2 separate regions of the Anser cygnoides genome follow, and region 2 is linked to region 1. The links are chromatin contacts, called in public Hi-C maps. All regions are on one chromosome and are shown on one strand. Each heading gives the region's core, a stretch centred on a gene start, on an enhancer-like site or on the middle of the called end of the contact. The rest is flanking DNA. Distances are from core to core; before and after follow the strand shown. Region 1 holds the start of PLA1A (phospholipase A1 member A). Region 2 holds the start of GSK3B (glycogen synthase kinase 3 beta).

Region 1 (5,603 bases), core at 2,281-4,780:
TACTCTAAGGAATGTGTCAATTTCACTCTTATGCTGTTGCTCTGGAAGCTTGTATGGAAACGGCACTGCTTACAGGTATGATTTCACAAGCTTATTTCTTTTTTTCTTCATTAAGAAATGAATCAGATCAGCAGAATTTCTGGGTGTAATAGTAAAGGAGTGGGCCCGTTGCAGTCTAAAGTTAGCTTGTGTTTTACAGCGTGAGAATCTGCCTGACTGCACCAGGGTCAGAAGGACGAAGAGTGGGCTTTGAGTTTCAACACTAAATCTCAGAAATGTGGTTGGGCTGACAACCAATGGATACTAATTCAGTGGTGTATTTGAAGAAGCATTGAGAACCTGCTTCTCTGACAATAAGCCGGCATGATCATGGAGCCCAGCATTTCAGCGTCAGATAGTGTCTGTTAGGCACCTCGGGAAGACGCAGATGGGTCAAAGCTTCAGCAGACCTCAAGGCCAAGCAGCTGAGGCTGCCTAACTTACCTGCAAGAACTGGAGAAATTTCCCTCAGGAGTATCTTGGAAGTAAAAACAGATCTTATGCCTAAAACACCTGCTCTTCCCCACTGCCCTTGGATGGAGCAAACTGGGGTAAGGAAATGGCTTCTATTGCCACTAACTGTAGAAGAATGCCTGATGCTGTTGGAAAGGTGTTTGATTCATCTTTCTGGTCAGACCAAGTCAATTTCTTCATTTTGTAGTTCAAATAAAGCAGCTGTAGAATAAATAGTGCCTGAACAGGGAACCTGACAACCTTCTCTTGCTGCTGCTTGCCATTTAACACAAGGGCAAAGCTGCCTGTTCTGAAAGAAGGCCCAGCTTGCACCAGTGAGACTTGTGAAACACTGTGCCCTCACCTGAACATCTAGCACAGCCAGCAAGGTGGAACTGCCATCTCATCAACATGGAGAGACAGGCTCCCTGTTCCACACTGTGTTGTATGCGTATATGTCTCCATCTTTTTATAGCCAAGCAGTAAAGTCTTTTGTTCAAAGATATGCTTGAAATATTTGCATGCTTATGATACTGGTGTGTAACTGAGATTATCCATCTATTTCCTGTAGTATCTGAAATGCAGTCCCTAAAGGAGAAGAGGAAATTGTCCCTGCTCTAAGAAATGTATAGTCTGAGCCTGCCACAGTGGGATGACCATTGGTTACATTTCAGCCTGTCTTTCCCTACACTTTTCAGAAGCAAACCATTATTTCACCTTCTTCAGCTGTTACTGGAATTTAACCCAGCCATCAGCAAAGCACCGCACAGCCATTCGCTCACCCTCCCTCCTGCAGTGGGATGGGGGAGGGAATTGGAAAAAATAATTAAAAAAAAAAAAGTAAAAGCTTGTGGGTTGAGATAAAAACAGTTTATTAGGACAGAAAAGGAAGGATAAGAATAAGAATGATACTAATAATAACGATGTGTGCGGAACAAGTGATGCCATTGCACAGCACCTTCTGAGCGATGCCCAGCCCAGCCCCGCAGCCGTTCCCCCCACCCTGGCCAGTGCAGTGGGCACCTGACAAATGTGTTCCTGTTCCTACCTGTTGGTACGCTCTGTTCTTGAGCTCGGAAGAAGCAGTCCTTGAATGCTAACCAGCTATCTTGGTCCCCTTTTCCTTCAAGTACCTTGTCCCATGGGATTTCCCCTGGTAAATGCTTGAAAAGGCCAAAGTTGGCTCTGTTGAAGTCCAGGGTTGCAATTCTGCTCGGTACTCTGTTCCTGCCACATGAGATCCTAAACTCCACCATCTCAGGGTTGCTGCAACCAAGGCTGCCCTCAGCCCTCACCACTTCAAACAGCCCCTCCTTTTTAGTGAGGACTCCTCTCCTAGTTGGCACGTCCACCATTTGCACCAGGAAGTTATCATCGATACACTGAAGGAACCTCCTGGACTGCGGATGGCTGGCTGAGTAGGCCTTCCAGCAAATGTCAAGGTAGTTAAAATCCCCCACAATAACCAGGGCCTGTGTTCACGAGGCTGCTATCAGCTGCCTGTAGAAGGCCTCATCAGCTTCCTCATCCTGATCTGGTGGCCTGTAATAGACACCCACAACAGTATGCCCCATGCCAGCCTGCCCCTAAATCCTCACCCACAGACTCTCAACTCGCTCCTCATCCACCCCTGGACAATACTCAAAACAATGTAGATGCTGTTTCACGTAAAGAACAACTCTGCCACCTCACCTTGCTGGCCTGTCTTTCCTGAGCAGGACATACCCATCCATGACCACATTCCAGTCATGTGAGCTGTCCCACCATGTCTCTGTAATTGCCACTAGATCATAGTCTCCTGACTGAACACGAATTTCTAACTCCTCCTGCTTATTCCCCATGCTACGTGCATTGGTGTACAGGCACTTCATTGGTTTGTTATCGCAAAGTTTTTAGTTTTTGCAGAGCAGTGCTTACACAGAGCAAAGGACTTTTCTACTTCTCATGCTGCCTTGCCAGCGAGGAGGCTGGGGTGCCTAAGAAGCTGGGAGGGGACGCAGCCAGGACAGCCAACCCAGACTGACCAAAGAGATATTCCATACCATACGTCATCATGCTCAACAATAAAAGCTGGGGTAAAGAAGGAGGAACTGGGGGGGGGGGAAGCACTGAGTGTTGATGTTTGTCTTCCCAAGAAACCATTACACATGATGAGCCCTGCTTTCCTGGAAGTGGCTGACCACCTGCCTGCCCATGGGAAGCACTGAATGAATTCCTTGTTTTACTTTGCTTCCATGAATGGCTTTTCCTTTACCTAATAAAATGTCTTTATCTTAGTCCATAAATTCTTACGTTTTTACCTCTCTGATTCTGTCCCCCATCCCACCTGGGGTGAGTGAGTGAGCAGCTGTGTAGTGCTCAGCTGCCTGCTGGGGTTTAACTTCAACATCCAGGAGCTTTAGGCCCTTCTGTCCGCTGTCCCCATGCAGGGCTGCACCAGCTCTGATGCCTGTTCCCTCTGTTGCTTCCTCTGTGCTGGAGGAGAGGCTGGGGCAGCCGCCAGGCCCGCCCCAAGGCCAGCCACCCCGTATTAATTGCTCACCATGGCATAATACATTATGGAATATCTCTTTGGCCAGCTGGGGTCAGCTGTCCTGGTTCCGTCCCCTCCCGGCTCCTGCTGCACCCCCAGCCTTCTCACTAGCAGGGTGGTGTGAGAAGCTGAAAAGTCTGTGGCTTAGTGTAAGCACTGCTCTGCAGCAATTAAACCATCAGTGTGTTATCAACATTATTCTCATCCTCAATCCAAAACACAGCACCAGACCAGCTCCTAGGAGGAAAATCAACTCTATCCTACCCAAAACCAGGACAACTGGAAAGAGACATCAATGCAATAGGAAAATATTCAGATGCAAGGCTCTGCTACAAGCCTTCCTGGCACTGGCATATTCTGAAGCCTTGTGACTAATCGGTGTCCCCACTGAGAGCCTAGGAGACAGGGCTAGGTGACAAGCATAAAGCTCTGTCTGTCGGTTGCTGCAACTAGTTTCACTAGCCGATTTCTGAGGCAATAATTTTGCCTTCAGGAAAGGGAAGTAGGAAGGAAAGGGGTGTCAGCGTCTTTTTAAACCAAAATATCAGTGAAGCCCTCTGCTGACACAGACTTTGTCTAATGGTCAAACAAGAGCAGAGGTGATTGCACCTACCCCTTTTTTCCCAAAAGAAACAGCCTAGTTGATCATTGACAGACGCAAGCTGATTGACCAGCCCACCACGTCTCTTTTTCTGTGTACAACCCTTGTACCTGTAGTGGACTAACATGAAGATGGTTGAGGATCTGAAGAGAAAACCCCTCTTCGTTCTTGCTGTCATCTTGCTGCTTAGTTCAGCACAAGCAGGTAAGAAAGACATGAGTGCTTAGCAAGGGATTTAAGGCTTTACATAGAAGGGCCTGATTTCAATTCTACCTAAAAAAAACAGTGTTTCAAGAGGTCCTTCCTATAATCTAGTTAGATACCACAAGAATGGGTCCTTTCTTTTCCCATGCTTTGATTGAAGCTATCTCACTGATTTCACTCCACTAACTTAATTTAAAAGAATGATCCACAATTACTCTGAAACGTAAGGAGGTGCAAAACAGACCACTTGACCTCTGGACATGGCACCTCCTTCTTTGCAAGCTGAGCAAGCGGAATATGCAGTAGCTGAAACAAAATAAACAGACGCCGCATGTCCATTTCTCTGTTTAGTTGTGATTCTCTTTACTCACAATTCCCCCTCGTCTGACGCCATTCTGGACACGCACCACACTTTCACTGAGTGCACCCTTTCTAGAGAAGCTGGCTCATGAGCAGCAGTATTTCTAAACTGATTTCAGAGAACAACTCTTTCTCTTTTCCCTTCAGTCCCCAGGAACACCGAAACAGACAGCAGTAGGGGACAGACACATCCCACAGGGGGGAATTTTGAGTGTTGAATTTCGTTTCTTTGCACTGAGCCTTAGGCCATGTTCCACCTAGCTGCTGTAGAATATCTTCTGTGGGAACAGGCAGTGGTTAGGAAGCTGATTGTTTGGGTTTTTATTTATTTATTTATTTATTTATTTATTACGTACAAATTCAAGGCTGTTCCACTTCCTCCAGTCCAGAAAAGGGAAGGGGCATGCGTTGTCATTTCAGCACAAAGCAACTATGCCAGTTCATAGAGTAAACATTTTTAGATCAGAAGAGATCATTTAATCAATTGTTTGCCTTCCTGCTCATCATGGTTTAATAAGTTTCATCCCGTTAGCCCTTCAGTCATTCCAATATCTTGCATTCTACAACCTCTACAGAATAGCAGCCGGTCCTCTGAAATGCCAAATGATAGGCAGTCCAGCTCTTCTGTGGGTAACTTGTGCTGCTGCCTAGCCATACATACTGCTCTGCATCTCCTTGCTTCATTTATAGTCAAAATTTGCCCAATTTTGTACTATCTACTGGTTTGAGGTGTTGTTATTTTGTCTTGTGGTTTTTTTTTTTTCTGTCCAGATGAAAGTGCTGTCCAGCAGCTGCCTTTTCCTTCCCATAAAACATTTTCATCCTGTTAATTGATTGTCATTGACAGGTTTTGTCATCAGCATTCTCATATTTATTTCTGTCTTTTTGATACAAATGCCAGTTAGACTCATACCTTCTACCCAAGAAAAATCGGAAGAGAACTACCCATTCAGTGGGGGATTGGCAACCATTTTTATTATTATTATTATTATTTAAGATCTAATAGCCAGCTCACAAATGTACTTAGCTGCTGGTGGACACAGCTGATATGGAAAAAATATATAAATAATCTGTTGTTCATGTCTCAGTAAAACAATTCTCGGAAGTGAAAGTTATCATGACACCCACAGTTATTTTCCTGAGTCAATGCTCAAATTCCATCAAAGGGCAGAAAAAGATTCATGAGATCAGACATGTTTTCCAGACTGATTTTAATTTATGTTCTATCCTTTCACTCTTTATTAATAGAGACCAAATTGCTACCTTTATTTTCCTAGTGAATCAGAATAAGCTTTTTCTTCCATCACACAGACACAGGCCGAATAATGCTTCTCACCCCCTCCCATTGCAGGGAACGCAAACAGAACCTCATGGCATCAGTGTGCTGACTTCCAGACAGCAAATTTCCTACAT
Region 2 (5,603 bases), core at 1,877-4,376, 240 kb after region 1:
TGTTCACCACATAATTGATTTTTTTTTTCTCTCCAAGCACTCAACAGTGGTAATAGATGGCTTGCTACATCATGCCATAAGGTGATGCTAAAACTCATGGGAACCAGAAAAATATTACCCTTTCTGGCAACCTGCTGCTGTCCTCTCACAAAGAGAGGAGGAGAAAAAAAAAAAAAGTTTTAACTTCCTGGACCGTCTTCCACGGGTGGATTAATTGAAAATATGAACTGCATTTCCCACAGAGCCCTCGTATGTGGTTCTCCTGCTTTGTTCTGACATTTTTTTCCAGACAGCAGAAGGACCAGAAGCACATGACTAGAGCGACTGGGGGGGTTATCACAAGTGCGTGTGCTTTATGCTACGGCCTTTGTTTCTCCCTCCGTGTTATACACTTGGGATTGAATCATATTTGCAAACTTGTTAGTCTGCATCAGTTAGCACTCTCTTCACAGGCAAGCATCTGTCTAGTCTCTGACCTCGAATAAACGGGAAAGGAGCATCAATGACCTTTCAAGAATCAAGCTGTAGAGCTTGAATAAGACAAATTTAGTTTCCGAGCATGACAGGGCTAGGTCTCGCTTGAATTAGATGGCCACCTGCAGAAATCCTGGCCAACAAAACCTGCTCCTTATTCCGCACGCACATAAAGTGAATCAATAAATTAAAATGGAGTCACCCACGGCTTTTCCCCACGTAAATTAAGATCCTAAATACGCGTCAATGTTGAATCTGATCGAACATATACCCTTACGCTGCTAATGTGGGTTAACTGCACTCCTGTTTTTTGAAGTGCTGCAGGCACTCTGATCATGCAGATACAAGGTAGGTTACAGACCCCAAGCCCGACGCTCTCTTCAAGGCTTCAACCGCAGTGGAAGACATTTCAGTGCAGAGAGACCCATCAGAAAACCCGATCCGTCAAAAAGCCCACGATCACGCAGAGCTTTGGCACGAAACGCGTCGAACAATATGAAACACACATGCACACACAGAGCGGTGTCAGGTGTGGCTACACGCAAGTATTGAATGGATCAATCAAACGGCAACGCACGGCAAGCCTTCCAGGTCCCATAAAGACCCTACCCTCCATTTCCATCAGAAAACGGAAAATATTCTTTGAGAACCAGGCTGGCAGCACAAACCGGCAACAATTTAGTCGTTCATACGCACGTATTCAAATGAGGAGTCAAGAAATTGCCTATTATAACCATAGTGCTCATCTTTGGCGACTCAGAGCAGGGCCTTTTTCCATTCACACCGTGGATTTGCTGAGACGTAATTAATTCGCATGAAACAGCCGATCCCCCAGGCCGGGGGGATACGAAGGATGGGCACACATCCGACACTTTGCCAATTCCCAACGTGCCCGTGCAGCATAAAGCCTAGGCCTCGTTCCGAACAATATTCCCCCGATCAGCAAGCTGGGAAAGGCGTACCGAGCTGGAAATAACCCCTCGGTATACTCACATGCGGCGGTAAGGATGTTCTTATTCCCTGTATCGAGCGTTTTTACCGCTGCCTGAATCGCGAAAGAGGCACCTTTTGTAACCCCCTTCCCCCCCCCCCCTTTTTTTTTTTTTAAATGGGCTGGACTAGGAGGTGCTCACACCCGATCTCCGGGCGTTGGGAGAGGGGGGAAAAAAAAAAAAAAAAAAGGAAAAAAAGACCCCACATCGGGAGATCGGGAGCAGGGGGGTACCTGCGTGCCCGTCATTCATTTCGGGGGGCGGTGGGGAAGGAGAAAGGGGAGGGGGGGGATACACACACACACACACAGACACACACACACAAAACCCCGGCCCTGGGAGCCCGCTTCACAAAGGGAAGGGCTGCCAGCGGGCAGAGGGGCCGAGCCCAGGGGCAGGGCGGCTTTTTTGGGAGCCGGGCGCCCACCCCCAGGGCAGGCTGAGGGGCTTCAGGGGAGGGCCGGGGGGTGCCGGAGCCTTCCTCCCCCCCACCCCGATACTCACGGCTGACTTTCATGCTGCCGAAGGCCGAGGGCTGCTGCACCGGCTTGCAGCTCTCCGCGAAGGACGTGGTCCTGGGCCGCCCGGACATGGTCTCCCGCTGCGGCTGCGCCCCGCCGCCCTCTGCCCGGCTGCTGCTGCTGCTCCTCTTCCTCCTCCTCCTCCTCCTCCTCCTCGGCCTCTCCCGGCGCTCAGGCGGCTCGGGGCGAGCCCTGCCTCATCAACCGCGGCCCCTCGCCGGAGGGGGGGGGGGGGGGGGGGGGGAGAGGGGGGGGGGCCTTCCCCTGGCGGTGCTGCCGGCCTCGCGGCCCCGCTGTCGGTCGGTCGGTCCGTCCGTCCGTCCGTCGGTCTGTCCGTCCGTCTGTCGGTCGGTCGGTCCGCCCGCCGGCCCGCTCACAGCGCCATCCCCTCCCCGCAGCGCCCTGGCTGCCGGAGCCGCCCCCGCCCGCCGCGGGGCTGCGCTAGGCCTCGCTGCCCCCACCCTCAGCGCCAGTCACATGGGGCGGAGGCTCGGGACGGCCTCCTCCGACGGCCTCGTCTCCTCTTCCCCCTTCCCTTTTTTTTTTTTTCTCCTCTTTTCTTATTATTTTTTTTTTTTCCTCCTCTTCCTTCCCCCTCTCCTCGCCTTCCCCCCTGCCCTCTGCGGGAGGCGGCGCGGGCAGCGGGACTATTTCTCCCTCCTCCCCCCCCCCCTTCTGCGGAGGGATCCTCCGGCGGGAGGTGAGGCGGCCGCTCGCGAAGGGAATCCGGCGAAGGCGGCGGAGGGATCCGCGGCGGGCGGAGCGGTGATGCGGCCGGCGGCGGGGCCTCTCCCTCGCTGCGCTCCCCTCCCTCACAGCGGCGCTGAGGCGGCGGCGGCGGCCGGGCGGCTCCTCATTGCCCCCGCACGGGCGCCTGGCGGCGGCTCAGCCTGCGCAGGCTGCAGCGCGGGCGCCGGCCGGCGGCGGCGGGGCAGGCCATGGCGGCGGCTCCTTCCTCAGAGCGCTGGTGCTCGCTGCTGCTGCTGCTTCTCCGAGCACCCCCCCCCCCGGTCCCCGCTGCTAAAGCCGCGCAGCCGCCTATGCCCGTCGCCGCCCTACGCTGCGCAACGGCCGTAGGCGCCGTCTGTGAATAGCCAGCCGAAGGGCCCGACGCGCTCGCTGGCCCCCCCCTCACGGAAACAGCCGAGCCTCGTCGGGGCCAATCCCCAGGCCGCTACGGGGACGGCTGTGGCGGCTCGTAGCCAATCGCGGGGCCCCGACGGGCGCGGCCGAGTCCCCCCGAAGCGAGGCGAGGGCCCAATGGCAAAGCGCCGCCGCCGCCCTAGCAGCGCGGTCGGGCAGCCAATGGGAGGCGGCCGCCTCTTCCGGGAGGAGCCGAAGGGAGCCGAAGCGGCGCAGCCAATCAGAGGGCGCGCTGCCTCGGTTACACGGCCCTGGGACGGCTTCGAGCCGCAGCCCGAGGCGGAGAGCGGGCGCGGGCTGCGATTGGCTGCCGCGGCGGCGCGCTGCGATTGGCTCAGGGGGATGAGGCGGCCCGAAGACGCCAGCCAGCTGTCTGCCTCCGACCAATCCCCGGGCCGCACCGGCGGGCAGCGCCCGCTCCCATTGGGCGGTGGGGGACGGAGGGCGGGGCCTGTGGGCCACGCTTCGCCGCGGTGGGGCCTCGCGCGCCGCCTCGCTCACCTTTATGACCTCACCGGCTGCGCAGGGCGGGGCCGGCAGGGAGCGCGCATGCGCAGTGCGGCGGGGCGGGCCCGGTGCCGCCCTGGGGCCGGGGCCGTGGCCCTGGGGTGGGGGGTTGGCCGGGGCCGGGAGCCCCCGGGAGCCGGCATGGCCGCCACGGCTCCCCCCGGAGCGGTCCCCAAACGGCCCCGGGGCTGTTAAGGCCCGTTTGAAGAAACCCCCCCCGGTCTGTCGTCTCAGGGCGGGGCAGCCCCCGGTGGAGCCGTTACAACCGTTGCAACCGTTAAAACCGTTACCTGGCCCGTTACAGCCGTTACAACCGTTCAAACCGTTACCCGGCCTGTTACAGCCGTTACAACCGTTAAAACCGTTACCCAGCTGGTTACAGCCGTTAAAACCGTTACCTGGTCCGTTACAACCGTTAAAACTGTTACCCGGCTGGCCGTTACAGCCCGGCTGGTTACAAAAACCGTTACTTGGCCCATTACAACAGTTAAAACTGTTACCTGGCCGGTTACAGCTGTTAGAACTGTTAAAACCGTTGCAACCGTTAGGGCCCGGTACCCCTTTTTGCCCCTGGCCTGTTCCGTGGGGTCCCCCCCTCAGTGACCTTGTGGCCGTCAGGGGCCGCTTCCCTAGGGGTGTGCAGGCCTGCACCCCGTGGAAGCACAAAGGTTTAATAATTCCTGTTAAAAATGCAAGGTTCCGTTCCTGTTAATGTAAAATAAAAGGGTTTAAACGGATCGCTGCTGTCGCACAAAGTGGTGTGGCTGTGGAAATGAAATAGCGATGTGGCGAGGTGGCTTTTTAAAAAGCACGGCTGTGTAGTGCCGGCGATCACCGTGAGGAGCAGAGGGGACGGGGACAGGGTGATAAACCTACTGCAGAAACCAGCCTGAGTGAAGGGGGAACAGACAAAGGCTCACAAAGTTCTCTCAGTTCAGCTCTCGCTAGCAAACTATAGGAAACACAGCTTATATTAGAGCCACTAAAACGGCCTTCGTATCCAGGTCTTGGTGCCACCATGAGTGGATTTTGCTTGGCCCTGGCCAGCGTCCAGACCGTTCTTGTGACTTCTGGAAGAGCCTGTACTTCTCCAGGGTTCTTAAATATCCGTGGGGACAACTCATCTGGCAGAGCAGGAGCTGGAGAACTGCTCCCTGCCGTGACCTCGGTAACATTACTCAGCAGCCCTCTGCAAAAGTTGAGTACTGCTTGCTTATACCATTTAAAGAAAAAAAAAATGTTCTCGCCAGAGTAGTTTATACCACAAACAAAGTAACTTGGACTAGCAGCAGCACTTTTTGCCAGCGCTAGAGTCTAAGAGCTGCTGCTTTCTTTTCAAGGCATCAAAATATTGCCTGTTTATCCTTTTTTTCTTCTTGTGTCCCATTCCAAGCAACACTGCTATGTGAGCAATGAAAGATCTGGCCAAAGGCAGCTAAGATTTACCCTGTACAACAGCTTTGTTCCAAAGCAGAAAACCAACTCAGTCTCTCAAAACGGTCCTGTTCGGCACTGCACTCGCCCCAGGGCGCTTGATCTTCTGGAAACCTTTTCCCTGCCTGATAAATGATGAATGATTTTACCTACTACAAAGGACTTCGCATTGTTTAAGGTCTGACTCATTGTGCAGCCTGTGCAGCTGGGAAACTGGAAGCTGAGTGCTGCACCCTAGCAGGGGCTGAACAGCCTGAAGTGACAGTAACCACGCCGCACTCGTCATGTTGGATTTGCTCTGATTCACCGCTTTATCAAACGTCCCTGAGATACAATCTCAATAAACTGCCAACCACCAGAAGGACATTTTTGCCTCTTTTGCTAAAACAACTTTCCTCTACCTGAAATGCATCACCAGACATTCCAGTCGTCTTGTAGAGTTGCACTTGAAATTGGATTCATTTTTTTTTTTGGCCTTGAGCACTTGATGCCAGCACAAATCAAATTTTCGTATTTTCTGATGAAGTTTTTT

The links. A called contact is a pair of places that touch in the nucleus more often than the background predicts.
Region 2: a contact with region 1 is called in a Hi-C map of liver, with 6 times the contacts expected there. The contact joins the promoter of GSK3B here to the promoter of PLA1A in region 1. A contact is called at or near these places in 2 of 7 Hi-C or Micro-C datasets (both in liver).

What each region holds. Positions count from the first base shown.
Region 1 is chr1:99,620,879-99,626,481 of Taihu_goose_T2T_genome, forward strand. It overlaps PLA1A (phospholipase A1 member A), which reads left to right and starts at 3,531. Exons shown (of 11, transcript XM_013183357.3): 1 at 3,531-3,830; 2 at 5,542-5,603. The coding sequence starts at 3,752.
Region 2 is chr1:99,864,295-99,869,897 of Taihu_goose_T2T_genome, forward strand. It overlaps GSK3B (glycogen synthase kinase 3 beta), which reads right to left and starts at 3,127. Exons shown (of 12, transcript XM_067004041.1): 1 at 1,971-3,127. The coding sequence starts at 2,058.